2 separate regions of the Bos taurus genome follow, and region 2 is linked to region 1. Evidence: chromatin contacts called from public Hi-C data. All regions are on one chromosome and are shown on one strand. Each heading gives the region's core, a stretch centred on a gene start, on an enhancer-like site or on the middle of the called end of the contact. The rest is flanking DNA. Distances are from core to core; before and after follow the strand shown. Region 1 overlaps GARNL3 (GTPase activating Rap/RanGAP domain like 3). Region 2 holds the start of SLC2A8 (solute carrier family 2 member 8).

Evidence for each region. A called contact is a pair of places that touch in the nucleus more often than the background predicts.
Region 2: a Hi-C map of blastocyst shows a contact between it and region 1, with 2.6 times the contacts expected there. The contact joins the promoter of SLC2A8 here to the enhancer-like site in region 1. A contact is called at or near these places in 2 of 11 Hi-C or Micro-C datasets (blastocyst and liver).

The regions. Positions count from the first base shown.
Region 1 is chr11:98,052,205-98,059,201 of ARS-UCD2.0, forward strand. It overlaps GARNL3 (GTPase activating Rap/RanGAP domain like 3), which reads left to right. Exons shown (of 23, transcript NM_001077872.2): 2 at 4,492-4,566. Among named protein-coding and RNA genes, the nearest start is that of TRNAG-UCC, 9.9 kb to the right of the region's middle. Within about 2 kb of position 3,722, at least 8 of the 102 cell types and tissues checked have an H3K27ac peak or open chromatin away from gene starts, as enhancers often do. A contact at or near this core is called in blastocyst, where this site is marked.
Region 2 is chr11:98,145,141-98,152,137 of ARS-UCD2.0, forward strand. It overlaps SLC2A8 (solute carrier family 2 member 8), which reads left to right and starts at 4,278. Exons shown (of 10, transcript NM_201528.1): 1 at 4,278-4,428; 2 at 4,524-4,686; 3 at 4,941-5,147; 4 at 6,972-6,997. The coding sequence starts at 4,373. It overlaps LOC100847606 (a long non-coding RNA gene), which reads right to left and starts at 3,839. Exons shown (of 3, transcript XR_003037281.2): 1 at 3,584-3,839; 2 at 3,366-3,475; 3 at 1,281-1,469. It also overlaps a transcript of GARNL3 not described here.

The DNA of each region.
Region 1 (6,997 bases), core at 2,472-4,971:
ACCATGGAGATGGAGAGAGCACATGGCAGGGGGCACCCCCTCTCTAAAGGGCTGGGATTCCTGCATGCCTCTGAGACTTTGACCCTCCTGCAAGTGGGGAGATGAAGTCAGATGGCCACCTTGAGGGAAATGTAGTCTAGCTATGTGTCTGGCTACAATTCCGTTACTGTGGAAGATGGTGAGAATGGATTTTGGTGGCAGCCAGAACTCTGTACCACGTGGAGAGACTCGGGGGAGGCTCCTTGGTTGTGCAGTACTGGACATTTAGATGGGTTCTGGTAGATGTTGTGTCATTCCGAAGTCCAATCTCCTTCCAACAAATGGAAGAGTTTATAGATTTTTAAGTTTTAACTGGCCGGATCAGAGGCTTATGAGGAGTAATAGAAGGATAACTACTGAGGGAAACAGCTTCTCTGTCATATTAAAAGGATTTATTTTTCCCCTGCGGTGTTATTTTTTTCAACCTCTCATTCACTAGAGCACTGTCGCCTTTCATGTCAGCTGCTGGACCAGTCCCCATCCGCACCAGCCTCCACGGCACCCTTGGCTTTTTTAGCCAGCTACCCGAGCCCGCTGTGAGGTGGGGGGTGGGTGGCAGGGCAGGGGAGCTCTGGGGCTGCCATTCCATGTGCCAGCAAGAGTCACTTCCCCAGTGGGACTGGTAGGTCCCCTTCTCACCTGCTGCCTGAACACCTGCCCTCACGGCAGATAGGCCTTGGCAGTGTGAGCTCAGCAGCGTCAGTCCGACCTGCCGAGTTGGACTGTTGCTACTCAGGCTGCCTTTCCCTTGCACAGCCTTGTGATTTGGTCTGTCCTTCCCTTTGGTCTTTCTTTCATGACAGACTGGGTAGAATCTCTTTGAAATCGTGTATGTGAGTAACGAACTTTCTTTGGTTTCCGGGACTGGAAGTGCTCTTGCCACCAGTCTTCTATCCATTTGGTCATTTCCATAGCATTTGGCATTCATCTATTGATGGGTTTCCTGTGTAATAAATATTTATTATCAGTACTGTGTCAGGCAATGAGCATAGCTCTGGGGATACAGCGGTGAGAAAATAGTCTTCCTGAGTTTCTCAGAGGGAGTGAGGAGAGACAGGCATGAATCTGGTAATGGCACAAAAGAACGTCAACCAGGACCCTGAGCACCCCCTGAGCCTTGCTGGGGGCGTTTTCGTGGGCATTGAAGTCAGGGAAGGGGTCTGAGAAGTGGGGACTGTGGTGGAATTGAAGGATGAGGAGTTCACGAGGGGAAGGTGGGAGAGGAGGACCTTCTAAGTGAGGGGTTCCCGTGCGTGTTTGTCCTCTGGTGGGAAAGAAGGGGCTGCCAGGATGGAGCTGGGATCACGGGGCAATCAGATTTGTAGATGCCAAAATCCCTGCTCTTTGGTATGAAGTGTGGTTTGGAGAAAAGCGATGGTGGGGGGTATTCAGGCCAGTTAGGAGGTGGTTGCAGTCACCCAAGGGAGAGATGACAGCAAGCTTATGGTGATGGTTGGTGGTAGGGAGAGTGACGGTGATAGCGTTAAATGTGTTAGATGGAGGCGGAAGTTCAGGGTCTTCAAGAATTTTGTGATGATTGTTCAGAGGGAGCTGAATTCTTTCTAACCATCAAATCATTCAATATTTCCTCCCTTTCTTCTTCTTGAACCTGTCAATCAAGATGAGCAATAAGCTTCTTGTTCTAATCTCAGCCAAGGAAAAGGTCATCATAGCCTGTGCCCGGCAGTGTCTGGAATATAGTCCACCACTCTTTACATTTGTTATGCGAATGAATGAGTGAATCAGTGAATGATGATCAGCCCTTCTCCCAAGCTTCTGAGTCCCTGATGAGACTCGCTGCTAGAGTGAGGAGTATGTCTACCAACCTCTAATGCAAGGATGTGTGCATCACCCTCTCTCTTTATATACCAGTGGCAGACGTTAGTAATTGATTGCGGCTCTCTCCTCTTGCCAAGGCTTCCCTTGTGGCTCAGCTGGTAAAAAATCTGCCCACAATACAGGAGACCTGGGTTCGAGAAGATCCCCTAGAGAAGGGAAAGGCTACCCACTCCAGTATTCTGGCCTGGAGAATTCCATGGATTGTATAGTCCATGGGGTCACAAAGAGTCGGACATGACTGAGCGACTTTCACTTTCTCTTGCCAAATCCAGATGTGACCTCAGAGTGTGCAGAAAGCTGTTAAGCTCACTTACTGTTTATTACAGCAAAAGATTAAAATCAGCCAAGGAAACAAACGCATGGGACAGAGCCTGGAGAGTCCAAATGCAGGTCTTCCAGCTGTCCTCTCCCATGGTGTCATGGTCAGCATCAACACCTCCTGGCAACCGTGTGTGATCTACACGTGGAGTAGTGACAACCAGGGAAGCCCATCTCAGTCTTGGTATCCAGAGGTAGATCTGATACCGAGAGACCCAACGCCCCCACCATACTCTCTCGTGTGGCTCAGTAGTCACCAGAGAAACAGACAGTCATGTAGGACATTCCCAGGGCTTAGAGATCACCTCCCAGGAGCCGAGAATAAAGGTCAGAACAAAGGTATTGCTCTCTTTAAAATAAAAAAAAAAAAGTATTTATTTATCTGGCTATGTTGAGTCTTAGCTGCAGCACATGGGATCTTCATTGCAGCATGCGGAATCTTTCATTGTGGCACACGGGCTTCTCTGTCTAGTTTTGGCCCTTGGATTCCTGGGTGTGCAGATCTGTAGTTTGCAGCACCTGGGCTTAGTTGCCCCGAGGCACATGGGATCTTAGTTCCCTAAGCAGGGATCAGACTCGAGTCTCCTGTATTGGAAGGTGGATTCTTAACCACTAGACCACCAGGGAAACCCCCAGACCTCTCTCTGGGTAAATTAAATTCTTTACTACAAAGCCTCTATTGCCCATTTTCAGTTTATCAACAGTGTAATGATCAGATAACATCAAAGCTAAACATATACATAAATCTTCTTCATGTTTTTTTTTAAAGTTATTTTGCAGGATATAGGTTAAGTATAAAAACTGTACCTTATTATGGACATTCCATGGAGGATGGTTAAGTAGGGTAGAGGTCAGGGGAGAACAGGCTTCTGGAATCTGACTGCCTGTGTTCACACTGCCTGCCTACCACAGACTAAATGTAATCTTGCCTAGTTATTTTAACCTTCCTCTGCCTCAGCTTCCTCACTTATAAATGAGAATAATGACAGAATCTACTTTGTATTATTTTATGAGACTCAAATATTAAGGCCAGAGGAATATATGGTACATAGTAGCTCTCAGTAAATATTATATTCTATTATTTTTGTATTTATGATGGGAAAAGTATATCAGTCATTTTCAAACAAACAGGTTTCCTTGAAGATAAGTGAAAAATTTCCACATATTTTCACACCTTCATGTCTCTTAAACACAAGTTAGAACATGAGATAATCATTCTTAAGAAACCTTGTATCTTTTCACTGAGTGAGTCTTGCATTAGAGTGGTGAGAAGTGCCCCTCTGGGCAAGCATGTTCTAATGGGTCTGGGATATGGAAATCGTTGGCAGATCTTTGCTGCAAATTTGTGGGAAGATTTTAAAAGTTGAAAAAAAGACATGTCATTCTCTCAAGTTGCTACTGAGAAATTCAGACAATTTAGGAGAAGGTAAGTTAAATCTTGAGTCAGTGATTTGAGGAATGATGCCCAAGGCCTGATTTCCTCTTAACTCCTGGGCTTCCCTGATGACTCAGTGGTAAAGAATCTGCCTGCAACGCAGGAGACACAGGAGACGCAGGTTCTAACCTTGGTTCTAGCCAGGGAAAATCCCCTGGTGCAGGACATGGCAACCCACTCCAGTATTCTTGCCTGGAGAAAATCCCCGTGGACTAAGGAGTCTGGTGGGATACTGTCCATGGGGTCGCAAAGAGTCGGACAGGACTGAAGCGACTGAACACAAGCATGTCTCTTTCTGGCTTCGAGCTCCTTGAATGAAGACTATTTGCAAGAATCACATTGCTGGAGCTAAAATACAGTCTGCCTGCCTTGGAAAGGGCTAATTGGCCTTTTGGAAACTGAAACTGAATGAAGCACAAGAGCTGTCTGTGATGTTAGTAGAGCCTTGAGTTTCTGCCAGCCATTAATTGTTTTTTAGGCTTTCCTGTGAAGGCAGATGAACTTGAGACTTGGCTTTCCCTTTTGCCATCTGTGAGCTGCACTTGTCCGCCTATGACGCTTATTAAGGTTGATTTTCAGGGAGCGTCCTTTCAGTGCTTTTCCATGTTGGAATATGTTCAAATTTAGATTTGATGCTCTTACTGTCCACTCTCATGGGCTAGGTGTTCCTCACTCTTCAGCTTCCTAAAGACTATGGGGCCACCTGTGTGAGAACGTGATTGACAGCTTCCGAGAGACGGTCAGTTTCCAGGTTGGGCCCTCCAGCTCTTGCCGGATCTGACTTAACTTCTAGGCAGATACAGACAGATGGAAGGGGCGTTGCAAACAGCTTCCTAACTGAGTCCTCTTTTGTTCCCCAGCTTATTTCCAGTGATGCCGATGGAGCCATCCAAAGGGCCGGAAGGTTTCGAGTGGAAAACGGCTCTTCAGATGAGGTAAGGAGGCCTGTACATCACTGAGCACCTGATCATGGCACCTGAGATACAGCTGTGAGCAGCCTGTGATCCTCATTTCCACAGAAGACCTGCCTGAGGGGAGCCCGGGAAGGGTCAGTAGGGCTCTTCAGAGCTTTGCTGGAAGGGAAAGTACCATTGTTCTTTATATGGAAGGTGCTATTAATAGGGTGAAGGTACCCTTTGATAGATCTGTAATAAAGCCAGGGAGACACAGGAAGATGGTCTGCCAGAATGGGGCCAAAGACAAATTCACATAATCCTTTGTGAACGGTCCCCGGAACCCTAGCTCTTCCCTTTTCCTGGACTGGTCAGCTTGGCACTGCCATGTGAGCAATGCCGAGGTCCAGGAGAGAGAGGCAAAATGACTGTGATTACAAAACGTTATCTTTATTCAGAGGACAGCAGGAAAGGAGACCGTCCCTGTCTGCCACTGCCTGAGGCCCTAGCCTTCTTCCTAGGCTCTGCTGGTCATCCGTGCCATAGGCCACAGGGCCTTGCCTCACTGGCCTTTCTCTGTTAAAACTTCCATTGCCAAACTCCCCTGGTGGTCCAGTAAAGAATCCACCTGCCAATGCTGGAGACCCGGGTTCCATCCCTGGCCTGGGAAGATCCCACATGCCTAGGAGCAACTAAGTCCATGTGCCACAACTACTTGAGACCACCCATGCTCTGCAACAAGAGAAGCCACTTCAATGAGAGGCCTGTGCAGAGCCATGAAGAGTGGCCCCTGCTTGCCGCAGCTAGAGAAAGCCCACGTTCAGCAACAGAGACCCAGCACAGCCATAAATAAATAAATCTTCCACTGTCTGCTCCATCCCTAAATGCCTACCCCCAGAACTGCAGAGTGCTAAGCCCCCCAGCTTTTTCTTCTTTGCTGCCTCTCTGAGAGGTGGCCCACTGCAGTGCTTCAGCAGCCCCAGCTTTGGCATCAGGCAGGCCTGGGTTCACATGCCAGCTCCCCCGTCTCCTAGTTGTGTGACCCCTTCTGAGCCCATATTCTTCATCTGGGAGAAGGAAACAGTCTTGGGATTGTTGAGAGGATTCAGCGAGTTGAGCTTGTAAAGCCATTAGCACTCTGCCCGGTATACAGTGAGAGTTCGGTGAGTGAGAGCTGTAATAGTAATCATGGTTGTTGTCGATCCCACAGATAGTGCTGGGTGGCCAGCCTTGCCCTCCTGACTGCCTCCTTAATCATGTTCTTGGTGATGGGCTATGAATTTAACTTGAAAGTCACAGCATTCAGTAAGTTGTTGCTCATCTTCACCTTTGCCTTATCTTAGCAAAGCCCTTCACCCAGACGTGGTAACTTGCCTTTGCTGGGAGGCAGAAGGGGTAGTCCCCACTTGGGCTAAACCCCTGAGTAGCTGCCCACATACTTCTTGTCCAGAATGATGTCAGCTGACCTGCATAGAAGAAAGAACTCCCAGGGAAATTTGCTTCTGAAACTTGGAAACAGCCATCGCCTGGTGGTCCTGCTCGTGAGACAAGACAGTCCTATCCTCACAGAGTCAAGCCGCCAAGGGTGTCCCAGGAGCTAAGTCGGGAGAAGAAGCCTCAAGTGCTCTTTATCCAGTGCTCGGAAATCTACTGGCCACCACACCGAGTATCTACTTGGAGAACTTAAGTCCCAGAAAACCCAGAGGTTACTATACCACAGCACATCTTTCTGCTTCCAACATTTTACAGAACTTCAGCCCAGCCTGAAATGAACAAACTGCATTGGCTTGTCCCATCAGACATAAACACATCTTTGGCCCCAAGAGAGGAAATGGCAACCCACTCCAGTGTTCTTGCCTGGAGAATCCCAGGGACTGGGGAGCCTGGTGGGCTGCCATCTATGGGGTTGCACAGAGTCAGACACGACTGAAGTGACTTAGCAGCAGCAGCAGCAGCAAGACCAGTGTCTAGAGGAAATCCATACCTCCCCAGAAAGACCTAAATGGAGCCTTCATGTGGTCCTAAGATCACCACATACTTTGGTTATCAAACACTCCTCACCTGGCCCTGTCTCTTGGCCATGCCTCACACCAGAGGACAAGGTCAGGGACTGCAACTCACCTATAGTGGATCATGGGCAGCAGTAGTTCTAGAGTCAGGCTGCTTGGGTTCAAATCCTGCCCCACAATTCACCAGTAGTACAGCCTTGGGTGGTTCACTTAACATCCTTGAAACCATTTGGTGGAGTTACTGATTTAATAAATCCTTGTCGTCTGTTGTGTTTAAAACACAGTCCCGTCTCGGATTGCTTCTGTGGGAAATACGATACCAAGGCTCAGCTATTGTCTTATGTTTTGTTTCCACCAAAGCCATGAGCGTGAGTGCTCTGTTGGAGCCCCTTGGCTGGTTTTATATGGCCACAGGCCAGCCCTCCTGTAATTTGCAGCTCCATCCTGTATCACCTGGGTGGTTT
Region 2 (6,997 bases), core at 3,028-5,527, 93 kb after region 1:
CTTTTTTCTAATGGTGATAATATAAAACATACTATTTTAACCACATTTAACTGTACAGTTCAGCAGCACCAAGTACATTCACATTGTTGTGCAACTTCCACCACCATCCGTCTCCTGAATGTTTCACGTTCCTAAACTGCAACTCTGTCCCCATTAACCACTAATTCCCCATCTGCCCACCCCATAGCCCTACCCCAGCCCCTGGCATCTACCAATGTACAATACCAATGGCATCTACTTTCTGACTCCATGAATTTGACTATTCTAGGTATCTCATATAAGTGGCCTTTAAAACCCGTAACAACCCAGGAGATCGGACAGTCTGCCTGCAGAACACAAGCTCTGTTGGGGCGGGCATCACCCACCTGCATGTGCCCACCTCTCCCTCACAATGGTGGGGGGTGGGAAAGACAGGCTTTCGCATTTAGGGGAGGAGGAAACAGAGTAGCCAGCTCAGTGGTGCACCCCAGGATCTGTTCACTGTGACTTTTCTCCTCTAGGATCACATCGAGCTCCCTAGAAAGTCCTTCCACTTCCGAAGCCAATCCCAATGGGCGTTACCAGTCGACCAGCTCCGACCCAGACCCTGTGGCCGAGCAAGAAGGCAGCCCTGTCTGGGGCAGCTGCCCCTTTCAGCTCACCGCTTTCTCGGATGAAGACATGATTGACTTGAAGTAAACAGAGTCCCAATCGAGTTTGCCATGTTTAATTTTCTTACAGAGGTTTATACTCTTTAGCCAGTTCTGACATCATTTCTCAACAAAATGTGGCTTTTAGCCTGTCCATGATCTATTGGACCAAACCTTCTGCACCCTTGGCCTGTTTGGGTCACTCTCCAATGTCCGGTGCCATCTTTCTTGACCTTTATTTCTTTCTGTTCAGGAACCATCAGTTCCCTTGTAATAAAGTGGTAGATTTCATTGAGGTTTTAGATTGAAACTTTGAATAAATCAAAAATATTCATTCTTATTTACTGCAACCTTCTCTTATATTTTATATACTTAGATGGAAAAGTTATTTTTTCATTACAGTTTTGTTTTGTCACATAATTTGTTTCTTTTATTGAGATAAAGAAAAGCCATTGCTTTAAAAATGTATTATAAATAAGTTTTCTTTCTGCACCTCTGGCCCCTATTGCTGTTTCAGTTCACTGTGATTGGAACCAGCTGCATTCCTGCCTATAGACTTTTGAGAAAAGCTGAATTTTTAGATCTTAGAAACTCCTGCTTCTTTCTCCTTGTGTCTCACAAAAAAAAAAAAAAATAAGGTATAGGAGCCTGTTAAGAGTCTCAAGATTTTGTTTTGTTTTATTGTTACTGTGAAATCATACAACCTAGAAACAGTTACACTTCATCCTCAAAATTATCATTCTCAAATTCCCTCCTCTTGTTCTGGTCTGCTTTGCTCTCTCACATGAATCAAATGAGTAGCCTTCCTCTTATCATGTATCCACCTTCTGTTGCTCCATCCTCAAAGAGAGAAGAAAATGTGAGTTTGGCCAAGTTTGAAGGAAACAGTGAGATATCAGTCTCTAGCCAGGGGAGATCAAAGGAGGAAAACTGAGTTTCACTGACAATTGTAAACTTTTTAATCTGTGTAAAGAAGATAACTTACTTTTGGCTTTAGTCTAACAGATTCCATTTTATTATATCTTGTCTTGCCTATATTACCCATCAAAAGAAACGAGGTCGTTTCCCCAGTTGAAGTGGCTCTGAGGAGTTCTTCTGCAGGTCTTCTCGCTTACTGCAGAGGTCTGTGCTGGACATGACTCCATCCGATAGATCTCAGACCCTACCTCCTTGTGGGCCTTGCATACTGTGGGGAGAGCTCTCCTCTCCACCTGTGGCTCAGAGAGTCCCACATGATACATCTGAGCTGAAGGCTGCCTGGTCCCCTTCAGCAGAAGGCAGGAGGTCAGAGTGCTAAAGACAGTGCCTCTTCAGTGTACCCAGGTGGGTCCATAACCAAAGGAGCCTCCTCACAGTCTTTGCAGCGTCAGTGCTCCTGTTCTTTTGTGTTTTGTTATGCCCTTTTCATATAAGAGGGGAAAACGCAAGATCAACTACATGCTGTATCTTGACCTCACCCAAAGCTTTATGGATTGGGTTTTACTATGTTTGCTTTTCAAATAAGGAAACTGAGATTCAAAAGGGGGTAGTGATTTGAACCTGTGAGTGCTCTGACCCCAGAACTGTGCCCTGTCCCCTGTCCACCCTACAGAGCCAGGCTGAGTGCCTTGTGTCAGCTGGATCTGGCTGGTGTTTTTTGTGTTAAAATAATTTGTAAGCCTCATGAGCTTGTATGTGTGTTTTTCCTGTCATCTTTTTCTTTCCCCTGAAGTTTCTTGCTTCTCAGCCTGGAATTGAAAAACCAAGGGCTATTTAGACCATTCTTCCAAAGATACTGGCAGCATCAGAGCCACCCCATGATTTGCAAGAGTCACAGATCTGAGGAGTGGATGTAGAATGGGCAAGGGGTGGGCACTACTAAACAGTTTGATGGACTTAGCTTATAAAAGGAAGGCGGGAGTCTGCTCTGGCAGCAATGTCTGCTTACAAAGGCCAAGTGAATGCTGCACACTCATGGGGAGGGAGATGACCAGCCAGAGGGCAGGAGCAGGTTTGCAACGGTTCATGGCTTGGCGGCCACTCCAGTAGTCTTGCCTGAAGAATCCCATGGACAGAGGAGTCTGGCGGGCTACAGTCCGTGGGGTTGGAAAGAGTTGGACACAACTGAAGCGACTTAGTGCACACGCATGGCTTGGAGGGCTGACTGGCCTTAGCTAGGCTCACTGGATCACCATGTCTACAGAAGCCTCTCTGCATACCCCTCAGGCTGAACTGCCAAGTAAACTGTCTAGCAGCAGCAGTTTGCCCTTGGAATCTGAAGCATCCATCCCCTCTGCAAACATCCAGTACCCACTGTCTGGAGCAGAAGATCATGTCCATTGGGGAAGGGAGAGAAGTAGACAGGTGAATCACAAGCAATGATTAGCGCTGTAATAAGAATTTACGATTGGAGCACAAGACACCGAGGAAGAACCGAGGGATGGTTGCCTATGTCTTGAAAGATAATACAATCTGGTGACTGCACTAATTATACTGCCTAATATTTGAGTTATCTGGAATGTACTTGGTCTTTTCACTTTGCCCCTACAACAAACCCTCCTGCAATGATAGATACTATCATTTCCACTTAGAGAAGAAGAGAAAGAGGCCCAGAGAGGGATTAGAAGCTAAGCCTGTTACTCTCTTAGTCCTGGTTCTTGACAGAATTACACAGCACTCCACCGCAGCTGCCTGCACCCAGGGAATGTGGCATACAAATCGCGACGTTCTACAGCGCCCTGACTTCTTCATACTCACCTCCACCAATGACCAGGGTGCACACACGTAGAGAGACGCTATTAACATCCGCAGGGGACTCAAAATTGGGAGGTGTAGTATTAAGATGAAGATTCCAAAGTCAGGATTACCTGTGAAGTGAGCGGAATTTAACAGAGACCATGGGGCTCACCATTTAGGCCCAGATCAGTCACAGCTATGCGGCATGGGGGACCCCGCCCAACACGGGTTCTCAGTACCCGAAGGTCGTGGTCGTCATCGGTCTGTGGCTCCGTAGCAGTCAGCAACCTTGGCTCTCCCGCCCTCACTCCAAGTCTTAACAAGCACAAGAGTTGGGCTGCGGCGCCCAGGACCACGCCTCCCAAAACACAGCTGATCCGAGAACAGACCAGCCCATAACCGGTGTTTGGAGACCTTCCACCCTGCGGCTCTCTGTGGGCAGAGCTGCCCACGCCTCAGAGCAGAGGTTAACGCTGAGCAGTTACTGCAGACCCTAACCAGGGAGGTCAGCGGCGCTGCGCAAAGAGAGGGAGGGCAGTCCCGGACGCCACCCACGTGCCCAGCCTCCGTTCGGCTTCCTAGCTGCATTGGTGGAAGCTAGATTAAGAGGCGGTTCCCGGCGCAAATGTAATCCCCACCCTCCACTCTCATTGGCCAGCGTGGGTCGCGGTTTCTTAGATGACCCCGCCTTCGAGCTCGCGTCACCCTCCTATTGGGTGGCTGTGTGAGCCCCCGCCATATACAAGCTCCTCCCCTGCCTATACATTGGATGGCCGTCCTGGGGACGGTTCCAGTGAGAGACCCCTCAGGCTCTTTCCTTCCATTGGTCCGCTTTCACTTGAAGGGCGGCACCTAGAGCAGAAGCTAACCCCGCCTTGCGTTCCCATTGGCTGCTCCCTTACCCCGGCCTGGAGCCGCTCCTCACCGTCTGTTGGTTGCCCTGGCTGAAACGCCGGTGCTGGCCGCACTCGCGGGACCCGTGGCAGTTCAAGGCGTCAGAGCCCTAAAAGCAAGCGTTGATCGCGGACATGACGCCTGAGGACCAAGAGGAGACCCAGCCGCTCCTACGGCCGCCCGGCGGCAGGTGAGCGGTAGGGGGAACCCGGGTCCGCTGGCGCGGCCTCACTCCATCCGCTGCGCCCAGGCCTTGCGGCTCACCGACCGCCCCTGTCTCCGCAGCGCTCCCCGCGGCCGCCGCGTCTTCCTCGCTGCCTTCGCCGCTGCCCTGGGACCGCTCAGCTTCGGCTTCGCCCTCGGCTACAGCTCCCCGGCCATCCCGAGCCTGAGGCGCGCCGCGCCCCCGGCCCCGCACCTCGACGAAGACGCAGCCTCCTGGTTCGGGGTGAGGCCTCGGGCTCACCCTCCTGCCCTCCTGGGACCCTACTTCGCCCACCCCTAAGACGTGTGCCAGGACCCTCCCCGCGCTGCCTGGCTTCGGGCGGGCACGGAGACCCTCCGCCGAGTATGTCCCGGCTCCCCTGAGAGGGGTCGCCCATCTCCCCTGCCCCCGCAGCGGCTGAGGGTGGGGTGGAGGGCGAGGTTGGGCCGCGGGCCCCCGGCGCCCCCTCCCTCAGCCGGCGGTCTCCCCGCCCCCAGGCCATCGTGACCCTGGGCGCCGCGGCCGGGGGCGTGCTGGGCGGCTGGCTCCTGGACCGCGCGGGGCGCAAGCTGAGCCTAGTCCTCTGCGCCTTGCCCTTCGTGGCCGGCTTCGCCGTCATCACCGCGGCTCAGAACCTGTGGATGCTGCTCGGAGGCCGCCTGCTCACCGGCCTGGCCTGCGGCATTGCCTCGCTCGTGGCCCCGGTGAGTGTGTTTCCCCCCAGTCTGGCGCCCTGGGACCCAGGGGAAGGGGCCGAACTCGGGGCCTGATTCTCTCCCTGGCTGCGGCCTCTTGAGTGCCTGACACCATGCCCCTCCCCTGCTCCATCTTCCTTACACTCCCATGGGGCCTTGGAAAGAACTGTTGTTATCCATCCCTGGTTACAGATGAAGCTTAAAGGAACGTGAAGTGAAAGTCGCTCAGTCGTGTCGGACTCTTTGCGACCCCATGGACTGTAGTCCATGGAATTCTCCAGGCCAGAATGCTGGAGTGGGTAGCCTTTCCCTTCTCCAAAGGGATCTTCCCAACCCAGGGATCGAACTCAGGTCTCCCTCATTGCAGGCAGATTGTTTACCAGCTGAGCCACAAGTCCTTGGTTTAAGCACAAAGTCAGTGGTGATGCTACTTCTTGAACCCTGGGTGGTGGCACTTAACAGGGCCTCTCTTTGGCTCTACAAATGAAGTGCCCTCTGTGGATGGTCAACAGAAGCCTCGCACGATGGCTTAGATCCCCCTTGGCCTTCAGACCAGTGGCTACAGTTCAGCAGGAAAATCCCACTGTGGTTTGTCCCAAGGGGCAGAGACTGTTGGGACATGGTGCGCCCCTTCACTGCTCAGAAAGCGGCCCTCCAGGCGTTCCCCCTGCTCCTCTCTCACCACCTCCTGACCCAGCACTGCCCAGGCTGCCTTTGGAGCTGGACACGTCTGGGTGAAACTGCAGCCCTGGGCAGAGCACCTCTGTGAGCCCTTAAGGTGGGAATGACGGTGTTAGCTCAGGCCATGCCTACACAAGAGCCTACACACACAGCCCTGGCCCTGGCATGGCCGGTGGAAGGACTTGGACCCTGGCAGCTGGGATTGCTGGGTGTCCTGTGACCTGCTCCTGGTCGTGGGCTTGAGTGGTCCACCACCACCCACACCCTAACCAATCAAGACTAAAAGCAGTAGCTCAGAATCCCTCCCTTTGCACCTACCATTCATTTCAACTGCATCTGCTGGATAATAGGCAGCAGCTAGGTTGGATTTTATATCTGGATTTTTTTGGTGTTTTTTTTTTACTGCGCAAAAACACACCTGACTTAGTCGTGGACATAAGATATGGAATAACACAGAAGCGTGGGCAAGCGCTTTCTGGCTCCTGAGCCCAGAGGAAGCTGTGGCAGTCACTGGTGGTGACTGAGGCAGAGAGTTCCTGCTTTCACTCCAAGGGCACCACCCAAAGTGTGGTCCTTGGGTCAGCAGCTGTGTGTCTCCTGGAGGTGGTTAGACAGGCGGAATTGTGGGCCCACCACACATCTGTTGTTGTTTAGTTGCCAAGTCTCGTATCTGACTCTTTGTGACCCCACAGACTATATCACACCAGGCTCCTCTGTCCGTGGGATTTCCCAGGGAGGAATACTGGAGTGGGTTGCCATTTTCTTCTCCAGGGGTGCTTCCCCACCCAGGGATGGAGCCTGTATCTCCTGCGTGGCAGGTAGATTCTCTACCACTGGGCCACCAGGGAAGCTCTACACACCTACTATGTTAGAATTTGCTTTTTGTCAAGGGTATACAATTAAATGAAAGTGTGAAAAGCTCTGTGCCACCCCCCCCCCCCCACACACACACACAGTGTCCACATATGTACCCTTCAAACATGTGCTGTGGATTACATGGTGGGGAGCTCTGATGTCCAGGCACCTGCAGTTAGGGGTCCCCTGGGCCTGCAAGTACCCCAGTCGAGACTCTCCTCAGCTCTGAATGGCTGAGACTTTTCAGTTTTAAGAACTCCTGGACCCCATGTACACTCTCGTCTTAATTACCAACAGGTCTATATCTCTGAAATTGCCTACCC